2 separate regions of the Mus musculus genome follow, and region 1 is linked to region 2. A link is a contact called in public HiChIP or PLAC-seq data. All regions are on one chromosome and are shown on one strand. The core of a region is the stretch at or near the end of the contact, and the rest is flanking DNA. Distances in the headings are between cores, read along the strand shown.

Region 1 (6,004 bases), core at 502-3,001, 280 kb after region 2:
ATCAGAAAGCTTAGAGAATCATTACCAAAGGAGGATGCTACAGATCTGAACGTGAGACTTTAACTCCTGCTGTGAACCCTGTCTGCCGCACCCACTGGCCACTCACAAAGTCAGGGTTGTAACAGAGCATGATGAGCTGCATGCGGGTGTCCATGACCTGGTTCTCCACAATGTCTGCACGGATCCTCTCCTCCTCTGTCTCTCCATCTGCAGCACACACAGTACACTAGGCATCCCAACCTTGCCAAGCCGAGGAGATTATCCCCCATCTCCCACCCTGTGGCCAGCCCCACTCACCCAGGTGGTGCTTTCGGGCAAGGTAGCGCAGGATGGCATTGCTCTGGGTGATCTTGTGTGATCCATCGATCAAGTAAGGCAGCTGGATGGACAAGCAGGGAGGGTCAGATGGGATATGGGGTACCTGAATCCTTTCTCTGGGTGAGAGAAGACACAGGGCCTGACAGTGTGCCTGCCATGGGAAGCCCTCCATGGGCACAGTGTGCACTGAATGAGAGAGCTGGGGCACAGCCCATCACAGAACACTGTGCAGCCAGCAGGGATGGAGCAGGAGAGCAGAAACACTGATCCTAAACCCTCAGCCAGGCCAGGAGATGAGGTGAGATCACCGTGTCTTCCCCAAACCTCTCCTCCCCTGCACCTACATTGGGAAAGTCCAGGCCCAGCTTGAACTTCTCATTCAGCCACTGGCTTCTGTCAAAGTCGGGAGCTGTAAACAAGAAGATGTGAAAAGGCATTACCCCACTGTCCCACCCTTCTACAGATTATCGACCAGTAGCAAGAACCCCTAAGGCAGGGCCTCTGCAACCTGTTACAGAGAGTTACTTTCCAATGTGGAGAAGGGTCTGAATAACAACTGATAATAAAGGCAGCCTGGACCCAATAAGACCCCAGTAGTGAATTCTGTCGAATTATAAATACAAATGGACCAAGGAACTCCATTCTCCATGATCTATATTGGAAAATCAAACTGCACTCTCAAAGAGGTTTCTGGAAGCAGCAGCCTCTATCTTTAGCTAGAGGGAGACCAGCAGGGCTAAATAACGGGAAATCTAGGCATAGTTTGATAGGTAAGAGGGAAGCAGGTGTCTGACCAGGAAGGTGGCATTACCGTCACCCATGGTGTATCTCTTCTCATCATAGCTTGAGTCTGTGTATTCCAGGAGCATGCGGATCGGGTGTGTCAGCTGGGAGAGATGACCAGAAGAGACAGAGGTCAGACATTGTGGGGACTTCTTTGTATGACTTCATCTTCACCCGTTGAGACCTCCCACACTGCACAAACGCCGTCACCCCGCACGTGCATGTGCACACCACACACATACGCGCGCGCGCACGCACACACACACAGCCACCCAAGTGCGTAAACTGAGCGCTGAGAGCTACAGGCAGGAGATTCCAGTGAGAGCTGAAGAGTACCCGCTGTAGGAAGGGCTCCTGCTCTTAAGAACTTTCTGCTTCACATCCCAGTCCCACCCTCCAAGTGGACCCCTCTCTCACTCCGCGGACGTTCCAGTATCCCAGTATCATAGGCATGGTGCTGGTGCTGTGGTCTTCTCAAACTGGCTTCAGCAGGACTGACCTGTGTGTTTGGAGTTGTGACTTTATACAGACTACTAGAGAAACGTGGGCAGGACAAAACAGCGGGTCCCTCCCAACCCTGCACCAATCCCAATTAGGCACTCCCCTTCCTAGGTCTGTAACCAGAGCAGCAGACCCTAAAGCGGAAGGCAGAGGCCACACCCTCTCCGGGAGAGGCGGGGTTAAGATCCTTAGCGGCCTCTGTCCCGGGATTCTGTTTTGCACACGCTGAAACAGAATCTGCTCTCCTGCTTCCCCCGAAACCCTCTTAGCGACTGCCGCCATCGCCGCCTGCTGGATGCTCCCTAGACTAGCTAGCACTTTGCCTGGAGTCTGGCCAGACAGCGAAAGAACATTGGGTGGGTGTTCTCCCGCCTTCCTTTCTTTTGCAGAGCTCGGTTTTCACACCCAGACTGTGGGAATCTGTCATTGGGGAGGCTCAACTCTCAGCTTAAAGACAAAAAGGCGAGAGCCCCCGACCTGAGAGTTTAATGTAGCACTTATCGTCATGGAAAGAACTCTGTCAGTCTGACAGGTACCGGATTTTTGCGCACACAGCCTCAAGTTACAGGAACAGTCGGTGACATGGAAACAACCCCAAGGCAGAGATAAACAGGGCTCCGTATTTTCCTTTAGGGGGTTTGAGAACTGTTATCAGTTATTAAAAAACTAATCTGTATTTTGGCCGTGTTTATGAATCTAAATTCAAGTACCAACCACAGAGGGGCCGGAAGTTTGAGGGAAGCCACAGCTGTGGACAACAGTCAGCTGACAAAACCCAGCAGAGCACAAGGGAGAAAAAGAGCCCACGCTGGGTTGTGCCATAGAGAGGGAGAGCATGTGACCCAAGAAGTTTGCTTTCAAGGGATACCAGGATGCTGTACACATGGGAGCCCAAAGCAAGACCCTCAGCTGTCCCTAAATGCAGGACCTGGCCCAGGCTCCGGACATGCGTTTGTATATGACAGGGTGGCTCAAATGACCTTTCAGGTTACCCTGAGATATATAGTAGTATATCCTTCACAAGTAGTATATGCCCTGTAGTATTACCTTCACAAGGTCAATGTCCTCCCAAGAACACTGTCCTACCTGTTTACTTTCTTTTTTGCAGACAACCAAGAGGCTTGATGGAAGGGGAGACTAAAATGAGTTTACAAGTCAAAGGCCAAGGCTGTTGCTCTGCAGGACGTACATTTTGGGATTAAATCATCCTTTACTGGGACTACGGGGTATGAAGGCAACATATCATGTCACCCACATAGGAGCTGTGCAGTGAGGTTGCAGGGGGCAAGCAGAGGCCATCTCATCCTAGGACATTAAAGAAACCACATGTTCTGCAGGTCTTGGTGAGGATGCACGAAAAGTGACCATGTCACTGGGGCTTTAGCAGCAGTTTGGTGGGAACTACAGGGACATATTTTGCAAGTATGAATGAGGCACTTCAGCAGATTGTCACACACTGTGGGAAGTAGAGAAGGAGGAGTGGAAGAAAGCAGAAGGAATCCATACTGTCTAGGACAAGGACTCAGAGGGCCTGGGAAGGGAGCCAGAGCCCTGGAGCCCTTCAGAGGACAGAATCTATCTGCAGACAGGGATAAGGGCTAGGACAGCAAGTTCTCAATGCAGGGTCCCCAGAGTCCGAGATCATTGTCCCTTTGAATGAGAAAGGTCCCTGAAAGGCAGCAGGGAACTGTGGGGACTGGAGACGTGGAGAGATCTGAAGCTAGGAGTCACAGCCAGTGCTGTCTTGGAGAATTTAATCCCAGCGTTGGTCACTGATCCTCTGGGTGTCTCTGTGCACTGTCACAAGTTCACAGTGCAGCCAGCCCTAGTGTCTTAAAAGGACACTGTACAGGAAAAAAATCTAAATGTGCTGGAGGAAATTTGGCTTATAACCTATAGAGTGACATCTGAGATGGATTCCGTAATTTCTTCCAGGCCAATGGGTGACATTCAACATGGTCCATGCAAAACCACAGAATTCTATAAATAATGGCTTTAAAAATTTTAAAACTCGGGGTGGGGGTGAAGAAGGGGCCGGCCTTCGAGTGACAGCGGCGCAAGATGTCAGCCACCACAGGCTCGGGAGTAAAAGTCCCTCAAAATTTCTGACTGTTAGAAGAATTGGAAGAAGGACAGAAAGGAGTAGGCGATGGCACAGTTAGCTGGGGTCTGGAGGACGACGAGGGCATGACACTTACAAGATGGACAGGCATGATAATTGGGCCTCCACGAACAATCTATGAAAACCGAATATACAGCCTTAAGATAGAGTGTGGGCCTAAGTACCCAGAGGCACCCCTGTCTGTAAAATTTGTAACAAGAGTCAATATGAGCGGCGTGAGCAGTTCGAATGGAGTGGTGGATCCGAGAGCCACGGCAGTGCTGGCAAAGTGGCAGAACTCCCACAGCATCAAAGTCATCCTGCAGGAACTGCGGCGCCTGATGATGCCAAAAGAGAACATGAAGCTGCCACAGCCACCGGAAGGACAGCGTTACAGCAATTAGTCACCAAGGCCCCGGCCTCCCCTCCCCATCCAACCCAAGTCTTCATTTTCCACAGTAGTGAATTTTCTAGATACATCTGTAGACCTCAAAGTACTGGAGAGGAAGCTCCACTCAGCCTTCATCCTGAGGCACTGTTCTGATACTAACTTCTCGTCCATTTGAAATACCTAAGTTGTGCTGTGTAACATCAACTGTCAAGTGTAACCGCTGTCTGCCTGGTTGAACGTCTGGGATCAAGAAGGTGTTGAAATCGGTTTCCTGTGGGAGCGGTGGGCACAGCTAACACAACTGTGAACAGACACGTCACACAATCACCTGCTGCTGGCCCTTGGCCTGAGTCTGCCTTTGCCCTCCCCGCCCTCTGCCACGGCTGTGTGGTGGCCCTTAGAATAGATGGGAAGGCTTCAAGTAGCAGTTGTGGGACTGACTACTGCTGGGCTTGGGGCGCTTTGGCTGCACCCCTGCTTTCTTCAGTCTTAAGTGATGCCCCATCCAAGCCATGGTCCCCACTCTTCCACTCCCACCCTTGGCCAAAGCTTAGATTGTAACCCTCCCCTCCCTCTGAAATTGGCCATGGGTGAGGAATTCGGGGCTTCCCGTGTCCCCACCTTTATCAAGGGGTACTGCTTTCCCCTCCTCAACTCCCCTGTTGCCCATCACCACCCAACACTTGCTGTGGCCAGAAGCCATCAGATGAGGTTGGAAGAGCCTGGCCTACCTCACTTAGCTCCGGACCACACTCACCTGCCACCAGCCTGGGAAGGGAATGCCAGGTCCTTAGCCCTGCTGCCACCATCTTTGCACTCAGGTCTAGAGGTAAACAGAGCAGTCACAGGGCGACTCGGACCGGCCAGCGATCAGGGTGGTGGTACACACCTTTAATCCCAGCACTCGGGAGGCAGAGGCAAGCGGATTTCTGAGTTCGAGGCCAGCCTGGTCTACAAAGTGAGTTCCAGGACAGCCAGGGCTACACAGAGAAACCTTGTCTCGAAAAACCAAGAGAGAGAGAGAGAGAGAGAGAGAGAGAGAGAGAGAGAGAGAGAGAGAGAGAGAGAAAATTCCCGAGACTGGAGAAATGGCCCAAGTGGCAGAGAGCTTGCTAGGCATTCATAAAGCCTTGCAGTCAATCCCAAGAACATCATTAACAAGGCTGGTGGCGCTCACCTGTAACCTTAACACTCAGGAGGCTGGGGCTGGAACAGAAGAACCATCAAGGTCATCTTCAGCCTCACAGCAACTTTAAGTCCAGCCTGGGACAGAAGACCTTATTCAACATGGGAAGATTCCAAGTTAGTACACATCAGGAGACAGAATAAAGCAACTATAAATCTGAACAAATGATTTCAAAATTGAGGATACATTTTTTCCATAGATGCATAGTTTTAACCGACTGCATCTAATAAATACAACAAGATATGGTTTTTAAAAATTAAGAAATGAGTGAAGTAATAATGCATACTAGCGATGTTTTCCCAAGCACTGTTTTCCAGAAACTGGCTGTACAAAATTACAAACCTGCCTAAAATGTACACGTTACACCAGTTGTCAGCAACTACACAGATCAGACATGGGCGGCGGCACAGAGAGCATGTCTGTAACTTACTTATTCTGAGCCTAAATCCCCACTACACACTACACATGTGTAACTACATATACACATAGTATACTGTAACTTGGTAAAAATAAATAAATAAATAATAAAAATCATTCATCCAGAGCATGGTAGAGTCACCCATGAGGAAGAAAGGAGAGGGGTACGTGACCAAATGGGACAGCTGGAATCCAAGGCAGGAACTAGACCCTCTGCAGGGTGCTTTGAACACACTAGATATCACAGTGCAGACATGGACACCCACTCAAGAACCCTTCAAAATCTGTCCGACCATGTTCCCTGGTC
Region 2 (6,500 bases), core at 422-2,921:
GAGAGAACGAGAACATGTGTGTAGGTCCAAGTACAACTTGCAGAAGTTGGTTCCCAGGGATCCGACTCAGGTTGTCAGGTTGAACTAACCAAAATCTTAGCTCTCTCTATATTTCAATTTTTCCCTTAAAAGGAGCAAGTTGTATATGGGTGGATTAAGTGATTTGCAGGCAAGAAAGATTGATAAAAGCAACTTGTTTACCAATATTGCCTTCACCGTGTCTTTCTTCCCTCTTCTTGCTGTTTCCAGTGAGGATACTTGAGGATGCTTAAGGATGCTCTTTTCTGTAGCACTAGGTTTCCCCTGAGCTCAGTCTGCAGCACTGTGCTCTGTGTTTCTCCCTTCAGCTCAGCAGCCTCTGTTCAGGCTACTTGCCACTTGAGGCAGAGTTCTTCCATAACTCCCAGTCTCTTTGCAGCAGCATCACCAAAAGATGTGCTGGGATGTTCTTTGATTTCAGAGTTGGAGTCAGAACAGAAAAAGAAAGCTGAAGGAGGAGGTTTCTTGGATATATTGGGATCCTTAAATTTTTTCTTCTTGCAGTACTGGAGACCAAACCCAGCACCTTGTGCATGCTAAACAGGTGCTTACCACTGACCTACAACCTCAGCCTTCCCATGTAAGAGGCCCTCATCTCTCCCCTCCCTCCCACCCTTCATCCTCCCCTCTCTCCCTTCTTTCTCCCCCCCCCTCTTTTTTTTTTTTTTTTTTTTTTTTTGCCCCTCCCGTCTCTCTTCAATGTTTTGAACTCACTAATGCAGCCTAGACTGGCCTTGAACTTGTGATCCTCCTGATTCAGCGTCCTCAGCTGGATTACAGGCATGCATCACCATGCCCAGATCCTAGTTTTCATGTCTCCTTCCTGCTGGCCTTGCGATATCTTCAGATTTTTCTTCTCTTTGGAGAACATGCTTGCACTTTGGTGACAAAAGCATAGGGTGTTTCTTCTTGCACTCCCCCTGGTGACTTTGCATTATGACATTTGTCCTTGCTTTGCAGGGTCCTTTGTCTTTGTTGTTTCTTCCCTGAGAAGGCACTGAGCCCACTCTTCACTTGCAGCCCTGTGTCCCTGGGACTCAGTGTACTGCAGTGGCTGTTATCCATAACCTCCTCAGACTTCCAACTACCAGGCATGGTGCTGAGAGCCTGGACTCTAAACAGAGCCATGGGGATCGGCCTGTGGGATTTTCTGTGGTCTGTGGCAGCTGAGGTGGAGAGAGCCAGTCACTCTATGTTCAGGAGCTGGCATGAACTACTCTGCTCCCTCAGCAATTCCAGCATCCAGGACAGCAGAGTCTGGTCACCCGCTACCCTCAACAAACTAAAAAGGAAACCCAAGGAACAAATGTGCTTCACTGACAGAGGGGCCTGCCCTGGGAAATCGGGACTTTCCTCCAGAGCTGCAAAGTCACTACACTCCTCTACTAACTTTAGGGCCTTCTATAAGGGGCCATGGGACACCCACCAGTGTCCCCTCTACCCTCTTGCAGAGGCCCACGGTCTGCAAGAGGTTAACCTCAGGTTTCTTCCTAGTTGCTTCTGATTCATTTTCCTGCCTCTGGCCGGATAGAGGTTTAGAGGTTTGGCTGAGCCCTGCTGCTCAGATCTCTAAGCTAGAGTTCTTAACTCTGCCTGTGAAACAGTAATGGAGGGCATCTTACCCTCCAGCATTCTATCAGCTCCGCCCACCAGCCATACATCTCTATTACACAACATCAGATGGTTCACCTAGGGTAGAACTCCAGCTCTGTCACTTAGCTGGCAGAACAGTCAGGCCCTGATGGCCCAGCATGTGTCCAGAGGCTCACACTTAAATCACTGAGGTGTCTTGATAATTCTGGCACCTGGTACCTGAGCCTCACCCTGAGATTCTGATTGTGTAGTAGGGCAGGATTTAGATATCAGGATTTTTGGAAACAACCCAGATAATTCGACATTAAGTCAGGGTTGGGCACTTCTCTTCTAAAACTTTGTCCATTATATTGCCTGAAACAGGAAAGCCCCTGTTGTCTAAGTTTTGCCAGGGGTGGGGGCTGGGGGGTATTTGTGCCTACCAGGACCTTTACCTGCTCTGGTCCACTCTGACACATCTCCCCAGGGAAGTCCCTATCTTTGGTTTCCCTCTACTAATAGGAAGAACGAACAGGTCTAATACCTCTCTGCAATCGCAGCTTCTCTCCTTACTAGGCTTGTTCACTTTCCAGCCTACTAGCACCTAAATACATCAGCACCCTAATGGACCTGCCCTCTCTCCCTCCCCTGGACAGCAGGGATCTGTGGTCCTGGAGATGGATTCCTCCTTTCAGACCCCTGGGGCCCTTGGAAAGAGCCCAACCAGCCATTTTCCCAGGCTGGGCTGGGTTGGGCTTGAGGTGGTGTGGTGGGGGTAGCAGCCAGGCCTGAGGTTTTGGCTGCTTTCTGTCCTTTTCCTATTAAACAGATATGCAGATGAATGCCTTTGGACATCAATAGTACAGAAGGCTTTAGAAACAAGACTGGAATCGGGAGAAAGCTTTCTCCATGCACCTTGAAAAAAATCTCTGAGCTGGCTCCCTCCCACCTACTGTTGTTGCCCACGCCCCAAAAACAAGTTTTCCCATGACTCACACGTGGCAGCTTGTGCACTTCTTTTATTATTAAATATAAAAGCAGCTTCCTATTTTTTAAATAGATATTTAAATGACCTTATATAAAATAATTCACCACTTCCAAGTATAAAAAACGCAGTCTCACAGTTTGTGAGGCAGTGCTCCCTCTGAGCTTTCTCAGAGGAGAGAAGGGTTCCTAATGCACACAGGGGCGGCTCCAAAGGTGGATTTGAGGCTCCCCTGCTCCGATGTAACCAGGCACCCACAAAGAGCTTCTTGCAATGGGTTGGATTTTCTCTTCTGTCTTTAATAATATATGTTTAAGGTGGAGGGGTAGAGAATGCCTTGTTTTGTTTTGTTTCTGTGTTTTTCCTTCTATTTTAAAATATGTATTTTCTAGCATGGAAATAGTCTGTAACCAGAAGGCTAAGTAAGCCCCACAAGAAAGTCTCCAGTGTCCTTCCCCCCTGCTGTCTCAGGACAGGGCTGATGGAGCTTACAGACCACTCTCCTCCCAGATTCATGGCCTGAAAGATTATTGACCCAGTAGCCAGGGAGGGCAGGAAAGGGGGACTCAGCAGCATAAAGAGACCAAGGGGCAAATGAGAGCCCTGTCACCCATGCCCAGGTCACCACAGACAAGCCTGGCCTGGGAAACAGAGGGCATCAGAACAAGTTGGAAGTAAACAACCCTTTTTTTTTTTTTTGACCCTTCTCTAAACCTGGCTTGCTTGGCTAGAGATGGCACAGTATGGTAGGTGAGACTGGGAGGGTACCCTTGCCTACCTGGGTCAGGTCTGGAGAACAAAGGTCAGAAGAGGGTGGGGTTGGAGCATGGAGCTCAGTCCCCAGAGCTTGTGACAGGACAACCTGCTTAGCTCCAGGTTTCAGACAACAGGAAGGAGGCTGGCTGAGGGGCTAGAGTATAGAGATCAATTTCAAGCTTAGGGGTGCACACATATTTTCAAGACCCATTCTCATTCATAGCTCTGCCTGTGGCCTTTGTCTCTGCCTCCCCTTCCTCTCTCCCTTCCACTAGTCACTTCCCTCCTGGGAATGTCAAAGTGCAAGATGCAGAAACCTGGGCAAGGAACACAGCCCAAAGACCAGCTCTGACTGGTAGCCCAGGCGGTTCTCCCACAGCTTCACCCTGGACAATCAAAGGCTGAGGCAGGGGAAGGTTGGGGCTCAGGGGCTCCCTCAGTCAACACGTGAGGCCAGCTCAGTGCAAGAAGCCGAGGAGAGGCTGAAGGAAGTGGGAGAACATTCGGACGGATGGTCACTCATAGGGATGGATGGGACAGGCTGTTCAGCAGGCAGGTTCAGTATTCACAGTGCAATGGCTTCCTTCATGAGGGGTGCCTCTGCTGGGCAAAAGAACTCTGGCAGGGGCTGTGGGCAGGAGAAGACGAGGCTAGAGCTCTGTCTTCCTCTTGGCATCATGAGCCAGGTCAGGTCCTGAGGGGCAGGGCTGGTCTCCCTCCTTCCTGGCTATCAGCAGAGGGCACTTAAGCAAGTTGAGGGTGTAGACCCCTTTAAGCTGTCAACACAAGCAGCCAAAGGCCTCCTCTTCCCGTCTTTTGGGCTGCGTGCCTTTATGCCTTTACGGGAAGTCGGGCAGATGCTGTCCCACCCTTTGAATATCAGGCTCTCTTCTTGGGAAACAGGTCCCTGCCTGTCCATGCTGGGATTCCTTGGCACCAGTTGGGTCTTCTGGGCACAGGGCTCTTCTGCTCCTTCTCATCTGTCCTGGTCTCCCATGGGCCATCCAGGCTAGTGAGTCCCTTGCCAGGTTCTGGTTTTGAGGGGAGGAAGCAGCCCCTAAGGGAAAGGGTCCTGAGCTGCTGAGCTGCCCTTCCTCCAATGCAGGGAGCCTCCAGGGCCCACAATAAATAGTGGCAGTATGTGGGGGGCATCCTCCAGCCCTTTCTCTTTGGTTGAGAGTCTAAGGGTGAGGATGGAAAGACCCCATCAAAGCTGCTTCTTTCATCCAGTCTTGGTAGGCAGGAGCTCTGGTAGTGGTAGGCCACATTCCCAGGAAGATGGTAGGAGAGGGTAGTGGTGGATGTTCCCATATGTCTCCTTCCATAAAGAGATAGTCCTGTGTGCCCAGCTGTAGGGGAAAGAAGGGAAGAAGGCTGGTCAGCAGGGGAGTGTGGGGGAGGGTCGCTAAGGACATAGTTGGGGGAGGTGTGACATTCCTGTGGGTTGTTGGCTGACTTAAGGCAAGACTTCCTCTGGTCATTTTCCTGGCCCTCTAGGCGACCCCAGACACCACAGAGAGACCAGGCAGCTTTGCCTGGCAGCAGTCCAAGCCTTTGGATAGCCTGGCCTCACCTCCTACCTCTCCTCCTGGGGGAGTAGTGACCACAAAATGAGGGACTAAGACTGGAGGAGGTCGAGGCCAAGAGAGAGAGAGGGCTATTGCTCTAGCAGATGGGAGCAGGGAACAAGCTCTTGAATGCCCCTACTAGGCTAGTTCTCAGGTAAGGCCATCTCAGTAGTCTTAGACCAATGACCTAAGGTGATCTCTGCCAACTCTCATACCATCCCTTAGAGGGTATCTGCACAGAAGACACTTGGGCAAAGGCATTTGAATAGAAAGAACTCAGGCTTGAGGGGCAGAGGGTAGAGACAATGCCAGGAAAAGGGAGGGCTTGCCCTGTCAACAGGCATGCTCACCCCAAGCAGCCTAGCCTCCTCCCAGATGGGATGAGGGACTTGCCTCTTGTCATCCATGGGAGCCAGGGCCCTGCCCTCTCCCCACCCCACCCCCATCTTTGTCCCCTTGTCCAGTATCCTCAGAACTCTTTGTTCCATAGCAGAAATCCCCTGGACTTCAGCCAACAGTTTGACTTTGGACCCTGTATGGCGCCTCCCCAGTAATGTCCATAGCCCCACTGGTCAAGCCTGTGATGGGTATGAAAGAAAATGAGACCTACAGCCTTTGGCCACCAGCCTATTCCCATGCTTTGGATAGGAAACAAGAAGAAACTATAAACTGGGCATGAGCCATACTGGTACAACCAGGCCACAGGCTCTGGCAGGGCCCATCGGGAAGAAGGCCCCAGAGGGCATGACCTTAGCCTCTAACCCAACTCCCAGTTTCCTGGGGCCGAGGGCCTGAGTTTTCTACAACTTGGTGACCTTTTCTTAGTCCCCACTTCTGTGTGCCCCACTCATCTCCTTGTCAGAGTATTGGTCAATCAGGACACAGACATTCAGTTCCCATAGGCTCCTTGAGCCTGGAATGGGGATCAGGTTAGATCTGCGCTGACTGAGTGAAATCTTGAAATCCTTAGGTGAGGAACGTAAAATCTTGGGCAGGTCTGAGAGTTAGGAGGCATGGGAAGGACAACTGGGTACAGAGAAACCAGGGCCGAGGACAAGGTCATACAGGTGGCAGGGAGGAAGAACCCTGGTAGCCCTTGGTAAGGTGACACAGCACTGAGCCCCCAAATCCCCAGCAACCTTTGCTCTCTGATTCAGGTCAGAGGGACTCTGTGTCCTTGTAGCTGTTCCAGTGAGCCAGCTAATTCATTTCACCCGTCTCCACCCACATTACTGCTGAGTGGGTCCCCGGGATTCTAGATATGGGTTGCTGCTTGCTTTAATTCAAATAAATCTCCCTGGCTCTCTGAGCATCTGTGATATTTCCTTTGGGAAAGGGGCTTAGACACATCATCCTACACATGGGACAGTTTGCTTACATGTGGCAAGGGGTATAACTGGAAACTTCAACCGATCACACAGCTAGTTTGCCATCCAGTCAGTCAGCAAATCAACTAAGCACTCTGCCAGCTAGTTAGCCAATCAGCTCATCAATCAAGAACTAGTCAGTTAAGTAGTTACCAGCTAGTTGGCCAAGTAGTCAGTTAGCCAACTAGCTGGTAAGATGAGTTGATTAGTTGG

Evidence for each region. HiChIP or PLAC-seq counts read pairs in DNA pulled down with a chosen protein or histone mark.
Region 1: a contact with region 2 is called in a CTCF HiChIP or PLAC-seq map of the NIH/3T3 cell line, with 9 read pairs. The contact joins the promoter of Gstm1 here to the enhancer-like site in region 2. A contact is called at or near these places in 2 of 39 promoter capture datasets (cranial neural crest and frontonasal cranial neural crest), 1 of 15 datasets of contacts at CTCF or cohesin (the NIH/3T3 cell line), 1 of 484 Hi-C or Micro-C datasets (the HL-1 cell line), 2 of 115 datasets of contacts at active chromatin or transcription factors (the NIH/3T3 cell line and astrocytes) and 1 of 9 other capture datasets (adipose tissue).

Annotation. Positions count from the first base shown.
Region 1 is chr3:108,016,222-108,022,225 of GRCm38.p6, forward strand. Gstm1 (glutathione S-transferase, mu 1) reads right to left here and starts at 1,752. Exons shown (of 8, transcript NM_010358.5): 1 at 1,519-1,752; 2 at 1,130-1,205; 3 at 663-727; 4 at 298-379; 5 at 107-207. The coding sequence starts at 1,554. It also overlaps the pseudogene Gm12502.
Region 2 is chr3:107,738,445-107,744,944 of GRCm38.p6, forward strand. It overlaps Csf1 (colony stimulating factor 1 (macrophage)), which reads right to left. Exons shown (of 9, transcript NM_007778.4): 9 at 2,604-4,701. All of the region lies in intron 1 of Gm40121 (a long non-coding RNA gene), which reads left to right. Among named protein-coding and RNA genes, the nearest start is that of Csf1, 19 kb to the right of the region's middle. Within about 2 kb of position 1,672, at least 189 of the 459 cell types and tissues checked have an H3K27ac peak or open chromatin away from gene starts, as enhancers often do. A contact at or near this core is called in the NIH/3T3 cell line and astrocytes, where this site is marked.